Regions from separate parts of the Sus scrofa genome. Here region 2 is linked to region 1. A link is a contact called in public HiChIP or PLAC-seq data. All regions are on one chromosome and are shown on one strand. The core of a region is the stretch at or near the end of the contact, and the rest is flanking DNA. Distances in the headings are between cores, read along the strand shown.

Region 1 (6,556 bases), core at 2,765-5,264:
TGGTTAAGTTTAGCCATTATAAAGGTGATGAAATGAAAAAGCAGATGTTACATTAACAAGGCAAGAGAAATTCATGTAAAAAGGAAAACATGTTGAATTTTGATTGGTTATAAATGACCTCAAAAATGGACTAAATTTTACCAGTGACTAGGTATTTGCTGAATTACTATTATACAAACAAAATGAAAAATGCATATTTTGACTTCATCACATGTACTTACTAAAAATAAGGTAGAAGAAGTTCTATGTTACAGATTTGAGAGTATTCTGAAAATATTATCATACCTTTAATAGTTAGCTCCAGAAGGTCTTTGCCATTCCAGGGCCACCAACCACACCTGTATTTATATATCTGCCTATCCAAGACACTGTTGGGTCCTACAGAGAGAGCATAAAATGATTTTATATCACTGGGAAATTCCTGCTTTAGTAAGTACCTCAGTTGTTAATCCGTCCTACGCTTCTAATTCTGAGATTTATCATTTTCTCATCTCCTGTTAAAAAATACCATGATTCTCTATGCTTCAAGGAAATACTTGTATGATCTTGATAATTTCTTTGTTGGGTTGTGGTATCCTGCACAAATTTCTGCCACTTATACTTAGGATTAGAACAATGCCTGCCAAATTCCCAAGGCGTCTTTTGATACAGATATTTATGCAAGATACACAGAATAACATGCAACATCTTGTTCATAAATTGGAGTGGCTTTTTAGATATAAAGAGAACGTCCCACTGGTTACTTGAAAAAAATTATGTTTTATGTATGAACACCTTTATTGTCTTGCAGATATGATGACATGTTAGTAGTCCCCATTATTGAGAACACACCTGAGGAAAGGACCTCAAGGAGAGAATGGCCAGGGCAATGAATGAATACCCAGACTCCTGCGCCGTGCTCGTCAGACGGCACGGAGTCTACGTCTGGGGAGAGACGTGGGAGAAGGCCAAAACCATGTAAGTGTCAACCAAAGACCATCGAGAATAAGTCACCACATTCTAAACGTAAGAGGGATCGAAATAGGATTTTCTTATTTAAAATGAAGTATGATTTTTGCGTGGGTGTGTCGCTGGTCAAAATGGTTTACATTTAAATAGTTTATCATTCTTATTTCTAGAGATTTTATTTGTATTATGTATTCTTTTGTGAAGAAATATTTTTCGGGTGAGCTGTTATTTGGCAAGGCACTATGCTCTGATACAAAGGAGGAGATACAGATCTTGGTTCTCTGAGTTGAAGGCTTGAATAAAGCTAACCCGTGTTATACAATGATTTGCTACATTTATTTCAAGAAAGTGGCCAAGTTAAAAGATAAAAATCTAAATTTATATAGGTAGTATGTTTTAAACTCCCTTTTATTTCTGAGACGTATATGACATGATGGCATGATTCAATATGATTCCATGTTTTAACGTTTAAAATAAAAACTGCGCCTAGAACTGAGAAAAAAAAATGGGCAAGGAACAGGGTTAACTTGATGCAGAGGAAAGATACGATTATTAGGATTGGAGAACTCTGTTTCGCTACTTTTGGTTCTTTTTGCTTTTTCTTTTACAGGTGTGAGTGTTACGACTATTTGTTCGATGTTGCCGTATCAATGAAGAAAGTAGGACTGGACCCTACACAGCTTCCTGTTGGAGAAAATGGAATTGTCTAAGCCAAGTGGAAGTTTATGATATACAGAGACAAAGCTTAATTATTACTTAAATGACATGACTTTTTTAAACAAACTGAAAATTTCCATGAAGCTATTGATTTGTCACTAAATATTGCACAGACACTGGATTTTATTTGCTTATATTCTTGTAATTTTAAATGACAATACAATGGAATAAAATTTTTATAATGAATGTTTTATGTTCATTTCTAAATCCCTTAATAGCAAAATATTTTCTTTTAGTTAATTTTTTATATATTCTCCCAGAGGATTCCTCTTATGCTTTAAAGGTATTGGTGATAAAGAAATTCATTGGAAAACACCAGGCACTCATTTTTTTTTTCAATTATACTGATTTTTTTTTAAGTTTATATGATTTTTTTTCCATTATAGTTGCTTTACAGTATTCTGTCAATTTCTACTGTACAGCAAAGTGACTCAGTCACACACATATTTATATTCTTTTTCTCACATTATCCTCCATCATGCGCCATCACAAGTGACTAGATAGAGTTCCCTGTGCTCTACAGCAGGATCTCATTGCTTATCCTCTCCAAATGCAATGGTTTGCATCTATTAACCCCAAACTCCCAGTGCATTCCAACCCCTCCCCCTTGGCAACCACAGGTCTTTTCTCCAAGTCCACAAGTTTCTTTTCTCTGGAAAGGTTCATTTGTCTAAGGCACTCATTTTCTATTGGGATCAGTTGTGAAATTCAAACCAGGTGATACTAACTCAAACTCTCCTGGCCAGATAAACCCTGACCATCCAATGATGTAATCAGAAAGTGCTTTTTTTAAAATGTAGGCAAAAGCAACATCATCTTGATGATAAGGTTTTATTTGGTTAATGCTTTTATTTAACTGGGGGAGAAAAAAATGCACCATCTCCAAAGTCAGTCTCATACCCCTCCGCCTCAGTTTATCATCTTGTAGTGTTGGAGTTTTCTTTCACTCCAGCAATTCTTCAGCCGCATCCAGCTTCCCATCGCTTGACCTTACCATTTGTCATTGTCTATGAACCTTTTCATGTCCTGGCTTCTTCCCTTAGGTAGCATAGATGATGGCCAGCACTTGATTGCAAACATCCTAACCCCCTGGTATCTTGCCCCCTCCATCATACTCACCCGGCAAAATCCCCAGGCCTTGTGAGCCACTTACTTGGCACTTGTACCCAAGCAGAAGGCCTGATGGGAGAAATTGCACAACTGTGTTGACTCATCTCACTTCAGATTTATGACCACACATCTCAGGTGGGCACTTGATGCTGCCAAACAAATCCACTACAGTTCCCTCGTAAGTTCATTTCCCCACCTGGCGTCCATTTCTCCTCACAGCCTTGCTTACCTGCCATCTAATATCTGACATTCTTCCTGCTACCATTTCTCAGAAAAAACCTCCTTTCATACTTTTTAGAGATAAATAGATTTATTCCAAAGAGAACTAACTTATCTTCCCGTTTCATGTTTCCACCAACCTTCCTGCCTCCAGCCCTCTTTGGAACTTTCCTTCTACTGAATTTTAAGATCAGTTCTTCCCCTTACACCTTGGATCCATTAATGTCCTCTTGCCTTCTCATGGGCTTTGCTTCTGCATTTCTTTCTTGCATTGTCTTTTTTTTTTTTTTTTTTTTTTTTTCTGCACCTGCAGCATGCAGAAATTCCCAGGCCAGAGATCAAACCCAAACCACTGCAGTGACCTGAGCCACAGCACTGGATCCTTAACCCACTGAGCCACCAGGGAACACCATCAATTTTTCACCCTCTTCTGTTGGTATAAAAATGTGCTGTAGGAGTTACCACTGTGGCAGAGTGGGTTAAGAATCTGACTGTATTTGCACAGTCACTGTGGAGGTGCAGTGGGTTAATGGATCTGGTGTTGCCACAGCTGTGGCATAGGTTGCAGCTGCGGCTCAGATTTGATCCCTGGCCTGGTAACTTCCATATGCCGTGGGTGTGACCATAAAAAAACAGAAACAAAAAACCTGCTGTAACGTTTTCCATCGTAAAATATACCAAACTGCCTTCAACCAACCTTCAACTAACTCCAGCACCAATAGAGCCAACCTTTTTGAAAGGGTTGCCCACTTTGCTGTCAACTTCTGTTCTCTGAATTGCTCCTTGGCCCACTCCAATCCAGCCACCCCACCCCACTGAAACTGCTTTACCAAGAAGAAGGGACCCCCCACACCCTCAACCTTTTGAATGCTTCCTTTCTTTGCTCTAAGCGAAACCTCTTTCTCCTGGGGACATGGTTTCCCCTGAAGCTCTCAGTGGCGCTTATTTTCACTTCCTCTTGCCCCTAGGGCTGGAGTGAGTGAATTCCTTGAACACCAAAAGGCTTTCCCCCTCTCCTGTTTCTTTGTGCTCAGCAAACCTTCAATCGCAGTTAATTCCAGCGCTCTTCTAACTCTGCCACTGAGGGAGAACACAACCGCATCAAGGTCAAGTGGGCCCTTCATGCTGAATTTTATTTAATTACCCCAGTCTTTTCATTCCCCTCCCCTCCTTGACAATGACTTCTTCCTTCAAACGTCAAGCACTTCTCTCCCATATTCACTCCTGGCTGATGACTTGATGGCTATTTCACTGAAAAAAATCAAAGCCACCATGAGAGAATTTGCACAGGCTTCCCCCTGCCTGCTCGTATTCCGTGATGAACCGTCAATGCCTCCTCCCACTAAGGCCAGCCTCTTCCCTTAAGCAGTAGATCTCCTCCCAAATCCAGAAACAATTCCCCACTTCCTGGAGTCTGCCCTAACTCAGTGGCAGCTCCATCCTTCCAGGCACTCAGACACATCCTGCGCGGCGGTTTCTTTGACACACCACATCCAGCTCATCAGCAAATCCCCTCGGCTTTACACGGACAATAGTTTCTAAACTTATGACGGCATTCAGTCACCACCTGGCCCAAGATCCACCCTTTCTCACCTAAATGACAGCAGTTGCCGCCCCCCAACCCCTTCCCAACAGTGTCTTCTCAATACGGCAGCCAGCCCAGCACTCCTCTGCTCAAAACCTGGGCTTCCTGCCTCACAATGAACGCTCCTCGCCGTCTCCACCGCTCCCCAGCCTATCAGTCACCTCCTTTGCACTTGTTCTGCTGCAGCTGCTCTGCCATCCTGCTGAAACCTTTGGGTTTCTAGGCACTTCCACACGTGTTCTTCCCTCTCAGGGCCCTTCCCCCAGACTCCGGCTTAGCTCATTCCCTCTGCTTACTCAGGACGTCACACGTTATCTCTGTGCTGTCTTCCTAAGTACTCTTATTTTACGTTATTTATTTATTATTTTTTTGAAATGCCCAGTAGCTCTAGCCTCAGAACATTTGCCCTTGCTGGGGCCTCTTGCTAGAATGCCCTTCCCACATGTGGCTCCATGGTTATCTTTTTTTATGTTCTTATCTGCAGCATATGGAAGTCCCCAGACTAGGGGTCGAATCAGCGCTACAGCTGCCGGCCTACACCACAGCCAGAGCAACACCAGATCTGAGCCACATCTGCGACTTACACCACAGCTTTTGGCAACACTGGATCCTTAACCCACTTAGGGAGGCTGGGGATTGAACCTGCATCCTCATGGATACTAGTCAGCTTCTTAACCTACTGAGCCACAATGGGGAACTCCCTCCACTGTTATCTTCCAAAGGTCTTCCTTGTATGAGATCCTCTGACTGCCAGCAACTGACAACTAGGAGGGCTTGCTCTCCCAGGACTATAGGCAAGATTTCACTTGCTAAGGTGGGATCTTTCCAGTGGGGCCACACCAAGGGTCCTTCTGCCTGCGTCCTTCAAGTTAACTGAATGAGACGAGTTCAATTCAGAAGCAAAGGGAAGCTTCATTCTTGGATGAAATAATGGACAGGTGCAAGCTCCAGGTTGATTGCCTGGTTACTCTTATTCTAAATTGCAACCCCTCCCTCCATACCCCAAATGCTCTCCTTCCCTGCTTTAGTTTCCTATAAAGTCCTCAGAATCGACTAGCATACTATGATTTAATTGCTTATCTTCATTCTCTCACCAGTATGTGAATCCCACGAGGGCAGGGATTTTCCTGTTTCATTCACACCCGTATCCCTAGTCCCTTGAGGAGTACCCAATACAAAGGTAAATACCTGCTGAATGAAAGACCACCTTTTTGCCAAAACTAGTGGTCAAGTCTCTGTATTTTACGTGGCTTTATCGCAGCATCACTACTGAGCAATCCCTCCTTGAAACTTTTCCTGAAAATTTTTCTCTTGGCTTCCATGACCCTGGTTTCATTGGATTTTCTTCTTACCTCAGTGATCACTTCTGCGGTTCTTGGATATTCTCCTCTGTAGACAGTTAAATGTTGGAGGGGCTCAGGGCTCCCTGCCCTTAACCAGATTCCCCACCTATACTTTTTTCCTAGGAAATCTAATCAAGGGCCATAGCTTTATTTTATTTTATTTTTTTCTTGTTACGGCTGCACCTGCGGCATATGGAAGTTCCTGGGCTAGGGTTCGAATCAGAGCTGCAGCTCAGCTGCAGCCTCTGCCACAGCCACAGCAACACTGGATCCAAGCTGTATCTGTAACCTATGCCACAGCTTTCAGCAACACCAGATCCTTAACTCACTGAGCGGAACCAGGGATCAAACCCACCTTCTCACAGATACAAGGTCATAATGTCAGGGCCTTAACCCACTGAGCCACAATGGGAACTCTGCCATAGCTTTAAATATCTATATGTCGATGACTCACAGTGTCTTATCTCTACCCAGATGTGTCCCTTACATTCCAAACGAATCTCTCCACCTCCTACATCTCACCTCTGGGATGTCTAACGGGCATCTTAAACCTACCGTGGCCCAAAACAGTGCCATTGATTTTTCTTCTGTATCAGCCTTCACCCTCCCCCCACTCCCAAACACTTTCTGGACA
Region 2 (6,500 bases), core at 1,112-3,611, 200 kb after region 1:
CGCTATGGACAGCATCTCTCAGCCCCTGCTCACAGAAGCTGTGCTTGCCCCTCTGGACATGGTCCCTGCTCAAGGGACTGGAAGCTGTTGCTCCAGCTGCTCTTCGTCCCACCAGACACACGCTGCCTGAGGCTGCCAGGAGCAGTGGGAGGGCACACCTCGGCAGGCTCTGAGTTACCACCCGGTGTTGTGCTCCCACACAAGTGTGGCTGGTCTGCAGGTGCACAGGAGAGCAGCACGTCCCAAATGGGAGCTCCTGGCAGAGGATGGACAGAGGATTTCTGCAGCCTGCAGGGTCCCCTTGCACAGGAAATGCTCAGTTACTGGAAGAAGGGGTCTGGGATTTGAACTCAAAGGGACAGCAAAGTGGGGGGGAAGGAGGCACCCCTGGGACTTTGACAAGGGCAGAGCCAAGCACCCTGGAACCCAGGAGGTTCTGCCCAGTCTCGGGACTGATAAAAAGGCCAAGCATCACTCCACTGGTCTCTCTCAAACACACAGAGAGAACCTGCCAGCAGAGACATATGCGGCCCAGTTTGGGCTCACTTATCTGGAGCCAGAGGTATCTTTTGCTCCGTAGTAGGGCTACTGAGACCTAGGACCAAATGCTATAAAATAACAACAACAATTCTACTACAGCAGCTGGGGCTTATTGAACGTTTAAAATGCACTGGCTCTGTGCTAATAGTTTTAAGTGCATCATGTCAGTCAATATTACAATCACTCTATAAGGCAAGATGTCACTTATCTGGGGCTTAGCTGAGGCTCAGAGGGGTTAGGTCATTTGTTCAAGCTCACACAGCCTCGAAAGAATTGGAGCTAGAAGAGCACTCAAACCCGGACTGCCTAGCAATAAACCCTGGGAACTTTCTGCTGAGAAGGGGGTGCTTTGCCAGAGAAGAAAGACGCCCTCAACTCAACTTGCCCCCTGCCCCCATTTCATACATAGTCACTGCTCTCTCCTGGTGCCATCTGGGGCCTCTCACCTCTACCACGTTTCTCCAAGATTATAAAATTCTCCAGATCACTCAGTCATGCAGGGACCCTGATTTTCCTTCTTTGCCAGAGCAACCCATAGTCATCTTTTTCCAGTATATCAAAGAGTGACTTTTAGGATGAGAGCATGGAAAGCTCTCTTCGTTTTGCCATGTCTACAACATGCTTAGGTAGGAATATGCTAGGGTTCAAAAGCAGGGCCAGTTTTATCAATGATACTCTTTCAGCCATTAAAACAGATCTATACACCTATACATTTATAGATACATACATACTTATATACATGGATAAATATGAATATTTATGCATACATATAATATAAATACTTCTCTCCTCTCTCTTTTTTTTTTTTTTAATTATCTTTTTGCCTTTTCCAGGGCCACTTCCTGCGGCATATGGAGATTCCCAGGCTAGGGATCTAATCGAGCTTAGCCGCCGGCCTACGCCACAGCCACAGCAACGTGGGATCCAAGCCGTGTCTGTAACCTACACCACAGCTCATAGCAATGCCGGATCCTTAACCCACTGAGCAAGGCCAGGGATTGAACCCGCAACTTCATGGTTCCTAGTTGGATGCATTAACCACTGCACCACGACGGGAACTCCTAATATAAATACTTCTCTTATGACTCAATAAAGTTCATTTTATATTTTGGAGATAAACAGGTCCATGATTGTTGGAGCTTCATCTGAATTAGACCTCAGGCAAAAAAGCGGGGTTTGCTTCTGCTAGAAAAGGAAGATACACTGGGAGTCACCAGGGCCACAGCAAATCTTTTTATTTTTTTGTCTTTTTGCCATTTCTTGGGCCGCTCCCGCAGCATATGGAGGTTCTCAGGCTAGGGGTCTAATCGGAGCTGTAGCTGCCAGCCTACACCAGAGCCACAGCAACACGGGATCCGAGCCGTGTCTGCAACCCACACCACAGCTCACGGAATGCCGGATCGTTAACCCACTGAGCAAGGGCAGGGATCGAACCGCAACTTCATGGTTCCTAGTCGGATTCGTTAACCACTGCGCCACGACGGGAACTCCCCACAGCAAATCTTAAGCAGGGCTTTGCCTGCAGTCTCTGTTCCCAGCCCCAGGGGACTGAGAGTCAAGGCCATGGTCTACCTTCTTCCCAGCTCCTCGATTCATTCAACCACATCATCTCCAAAGTGCCTCATAATTGGCTGCCTTGTGTGGGTATTTTCACTCCTCAAACCCAAGGAGCGATTAGGTCTTTTAAACAATGACTTTTGTGATGACCACGATATCCAGATCATTCTCGGTTCTTAATCAAAGTTGCCAGCAGGTGAATTCACAGCACTTGCCCAAAGGATGTTGCAATAGCTCACTGACTTCCTGTTTCAATATGACTATCATTTCAAAAGAACTACTCCCAAGGCGGAGAAAAGAAAATTCAAGTACATGTGAAATCTAACTGAATGTAACATAGACAATAATTCATGTTTTCCAAATGAATCAAAATGTGAATCAAGCTTGGGGAATGTATTTGATCCTCTCGGGATTACATCACAGGTAATTTCATACCCTCATAACGTGTTTTGAAACAGATATTTCATGTTTCCAGGGGCAACATCAGAAGCATTATTCCTGGGCTTTCAAGTGTTTTCATGAGCAGTGACGCCATATTGGAAGGCCAAGAGCTGATCCATTACAGATATACTTTTCTGACTGTAAATCATTTAGAAACATACGGATTATGCTGATCTTTATCATTCTTGGTGCCAGATCCACACAAGACACAGATACTGACAACAGACAGGCACTAAATTTGATCAAAAGACAAAAGTACCTTACATGACCTCAGGGGCCCTTATCAATCTCGTTCAGCTATACGACAGACTAAAATGGAGCAAGCTTTGAGTCATAAAAGCTTAGAGGCTTTTGAGACCTCCACAGAAACTAGGGCTCTCTCCTCCCAGAAATGCATATTCACACCTGGTTTTTTTAGGGCCCTGGGCCCTCTAAAGACCATCCACTGACCTCTTACAAATCTATGGACACCAAGAGTCTTTAAAAAAAAAAAAAATCTCTCTTGCACTCATGTTGGATTGAAATGTCAAGAAAACTTTGTAGTGGGGTTGGGGGTGGGAGATATGTTTACTCCATCCTCTGAGAGAAGGCCTGAGAGATTCTATTATTGCTCTCTGCACTGGACCTGGGTGTTGCCTAGTTCTATGGCGACACCAGGAAGGGCCCCATTGGCTCTTCCCATTGGCAGCTGCTGGAGCCACCGTGCTGCATCCAGGAGGGCCATTCTGGACCTCTGTTTGGCAAGCTGGTGAAGATTTCACCATTTTCCCCACCACCCTGAACCTCAGTATCTATCTCCCCATGAATCCTCAACTCTGTTCTAAAACCAAAGAATCATAAAGAACGTATAGCAAAGACCAAAACCAAAAACAAAACCTAGGCCCCCACTTATTACAATCCTAGGTCTCTGTAGGTCTTTGGAAAGGGACACACGTGATGAACCAGAGCATCCAGAATTAATTTGATGGTGGTTTTTCTACGTGGCTGAAGAGGCCACACAGCTGTTTCTCAAAAGTCAGTCTTTAGGCCACCTCTATCCTCAGCACCCGAGGAGAACTTAAACTTGAAGTTTCCTGGGGTGCCACCCAGACCTGTGAATGAGACTCTATGTCTTTAAGAACCCCCCGCTCACCAATCCTTAAGCCCTCTCACAGCCGAGCCCTCCTGGTCCAAGGCTCCTCTGCTTTGTCTTCCCTCAACTTCCCACAACAAGATAACCACCTCCAGCGGTGATGGGCCTTGAAAGAGAAATATCCATAAAGGCCAGGAAATCCTTGTAAAGTCAGAGACAACACATTCGGTCCCAAGAACCCGAGCTCCAGTTCATCTGCGGAGATCCTATCACTCGGTTATTTGCCAATTTGAAATGAAGCAGGTCCTGACGTTCAGCACCACCAAAGGGTTCAAGGCAACAGTGCCCAGCCGCTGAGAGGGATGGGTCCCTGAAGGCCAAGCAAACAAACCCAGCCCCGGAGCACAGCACTTGCAGAGCATTGCCGGGACAATGACTTCCAACAGGGGAAGCTCATGGCCGGCTGAGTCAGCCCTTCCCCTATCCCACCCCCACCCCTGCTCTTCCAAAGATTACTTAATCACCCTGGATTTTAGACCTCAGACCGAGGAAGACTGCTGTCTTAGCCTTCAGAAGAGAGAAGCCATCATCAAGCAAGGTTTGTCCTGCTAGTATAAATATTTATTTACCCCTCCGATTAATAGGTATTTATCGACTATCCTCTAGAGGCGAGGCACTGCGTGGACATCAGGGAACCAAACCCAGAAGCTGCCCTGCTCCATTCGGCCAGGACACCGCTTCTGAAAACAATGTCTCTTTCCCCATGTCCTCTGACCTCATTCGCCATCTCCTGCTGAAGACACACAGTGGAGTAACAGCGGAGAGAGCCAGGCGACCGGCCCCGGCATTTCGAAAGGACCGAACTTGGCGAGAACTTCAACACTGTTTAAAAACAGGACCGATCCTCCTCTCTCCGGCAACCCTGTGCCCTTGCCTTCCCAGGAAACCCTCACTAAGACCTGGAGTTGGCAGCCCTGCGTGTCACAAAGCAGCCTCAGCCAAAACCAATCTCAACTCAGGGCAGAATAAAGCCGTTGGTTGTCTGGAGGGCTGAATGTCTTTCCCCGAGACAATAGCGTGTTTATGTGTCAGAGGGTTATAGGGGCAGGTTAACATAAAACCCACCGTAAACAGAGCTGTTAATTCAGTTGCTGGCAGGGGCTTCTGTTATCTTCTGAATACCTCCCAGAGGGTATAAGCCCTACCTTTTCATTTGAGTTGGCAGCAGAGTTATTTTTTTGCACCTGTTGCTCTGCTCCAATAACAACGCAGTTAAGCATTGATTTGTTGGAAAATAAACAGAAAAAAGCAAAGAAAGGCATCTGCCCAAACAGCCTGAGCTGGTTCGACTGAGAGTTCATGCCAATTTGTTTTTCCTATAAAAACCAAAGAAAAACCCATGCTTTCAGTTTGAAGGCTACCCTCCCACTCCCTCCGAAGAAAAGGTGGTATCAAAGAGGCCAGCCAGAGCTGGCAGGGCCAAGAAGCCAGAAGACACTGTACTTTTCCATTGGCTGGCTCTGTGAGGGCACTGAGGGGTGTCCAAGATCCACAGAATGACATGGCCAGCCTCCAGCCAGCCCAGATTAAGATCCTGATCCGATTAACAAGGGCAGGGAAAGGGGCTGCCGGGGTATGACCAAAACTCAAACCACACTCTTCCAAATGGTTGACTTCTGAAACTCAGTGTGGCTCAGGGAGTAGGTGTGGTCTAGGGGTTACCTCCTAAAGCAGGGACTCAGCGTGCCTCTCCCAAAGACTTCTTCCATCCAGCCCTGGGCAAGCAGTATGATTTGAAAATCCCCGTTGTCTGGACCAGAGCTTTCCCAGCAGGGCAAGGACGCTGGCCATTCCTCCCTCCAAGGCGACCTGTGGATACGCACTCAGGTGCAGCCAAGTGACTTGAAGTCCCAGGTGAAAAGGACCTGAGATGTTGACAGTGCAATGGCTGCACTAACTCAGGCATCACCGCCGCGCTCTCATTTCTCAACAGTTTGTCAATATCACATGATGCGCTCAAGCCCAAAAGAGTCACAAATAGCTAAACAAATCACTCAAATGGAGATCATGACAATGCTAATTAAGCAATGGCATCATCACCCAGCCTTCAACACACACAGTCAGGAGAAGCCTCTTAATATCTCTCTCTAAGCCTTGAGCAGAAAGCCTAGGATGTGGGCAACATGCCAGGGTCCCCGAGATTATCACCTCCCTCTGCAGCTTCCTCTCCGCCACAGGACCTTCATTATCACCAGACCCCTGGCTTCAGGGGGAGCCCAGAGGTGGGGGACGGCCTCAGAAATGCCACTTCTCAAGGAGCGTTAAGGACTGGGTGTCCCGACAGGGGAGGGATATGGCTGGCTGAGCATTCCCAAGCATTCCTGTCATGAGCAGGGCAGGGAGTGGAGTGCCTCGGAACCAGACTGGGCAGCCAGAAAAAGAAAAGATTCAACAACACCCTCAGTCGACTGAAAAATAAATAAGACCTAGGGCGCAGGAATGCGGGAAGGGTGGAGGGAGGTAAGAGGTGGGAATGGAAGCCAGGAAGGAGTTGGGATGGACTGGGACAATGAATCTGGCCATTTCAAGATTCGAGTTTCTTCCCAGAGAAAGATTAAGATGCTCCCACCAAGGAAAGATCAACAGCCACCAACTTGGGATCTCACTGACTTTAGATTTTCAGAACAACCACCGCAATTATGACAGGGATGAAAGTTTATATTTCTTGAGCGTTTACAATGTGCTAGGAATTGAGCTAGGCTTTATAGGAATGGTCTCACTCACTCCTGGCAAGAGCCCCAGACGCTGGTACTAATATTATGCCCATTTTACAGATAAAAGGAGGCACAGAGACTTTAAGCAACTTATTTGAAGACACAAAGCTAGAAAA

What was found. HiChIP or PLAC-seq counts read pairs in DNA pulled down with a chosen protein or histone mark.
Region 2: an H3K27ac HiChIP or PLAC-seq map of alveolar macrophages shows a contact between it and region 1. The contact joins two enhancer-like sites. A contact is called at or near these places in 3 of 47 Hi-C or Micro-C datasets (embryonic fibroblasts and liver) and 1 of 2 datasets of contacts at active chromatin or transcription factors (alveolar macrophages).

The regions. Positions count from the first base shown.
Region 1 is chr2:26,113,612-26,120,167 of Sscrofa11.1, forward strand. APIP (methylthioribulose-1-phosphate dehydratase) reads left to right here. Exons shown (of 8, transcript XM_003122870.3): 6 at 791-834; 7 at 837-957; 8 at 1,559-1,851. The coding sequence ends at 1,658. Among named protein-coding and RNA genes, the nearest start is that of APIP, 22 kb to the left of the region's middle. Within about 2 kb of position 4,015, at least 5 of the 83 cell types and tissues checked have an H3K27ac peak or open chromatin away from gene starts, as enhancers often do. A contact at or near this core is called in alveolar macrophages, where this site is marked.
Region 2 is chr2:26,317,415-26,323,914 of Sscrofa11.1, forward strand. All of the region lies in intron 2 of EHF (ETS homologous factor), which reads right to left. Among named protein-coding and RNA genes, the nearest start is that of EHF, 20 kb to the right of the region's middle. Within about 2 kb of position 2,362, at least 4 of the 83 cell types and tissues checked have an H3K27ac peak or open chromatin away from gene starts, as enhancers often do. A contact at or near this core is called in alveolar macrophages, where this site is marked.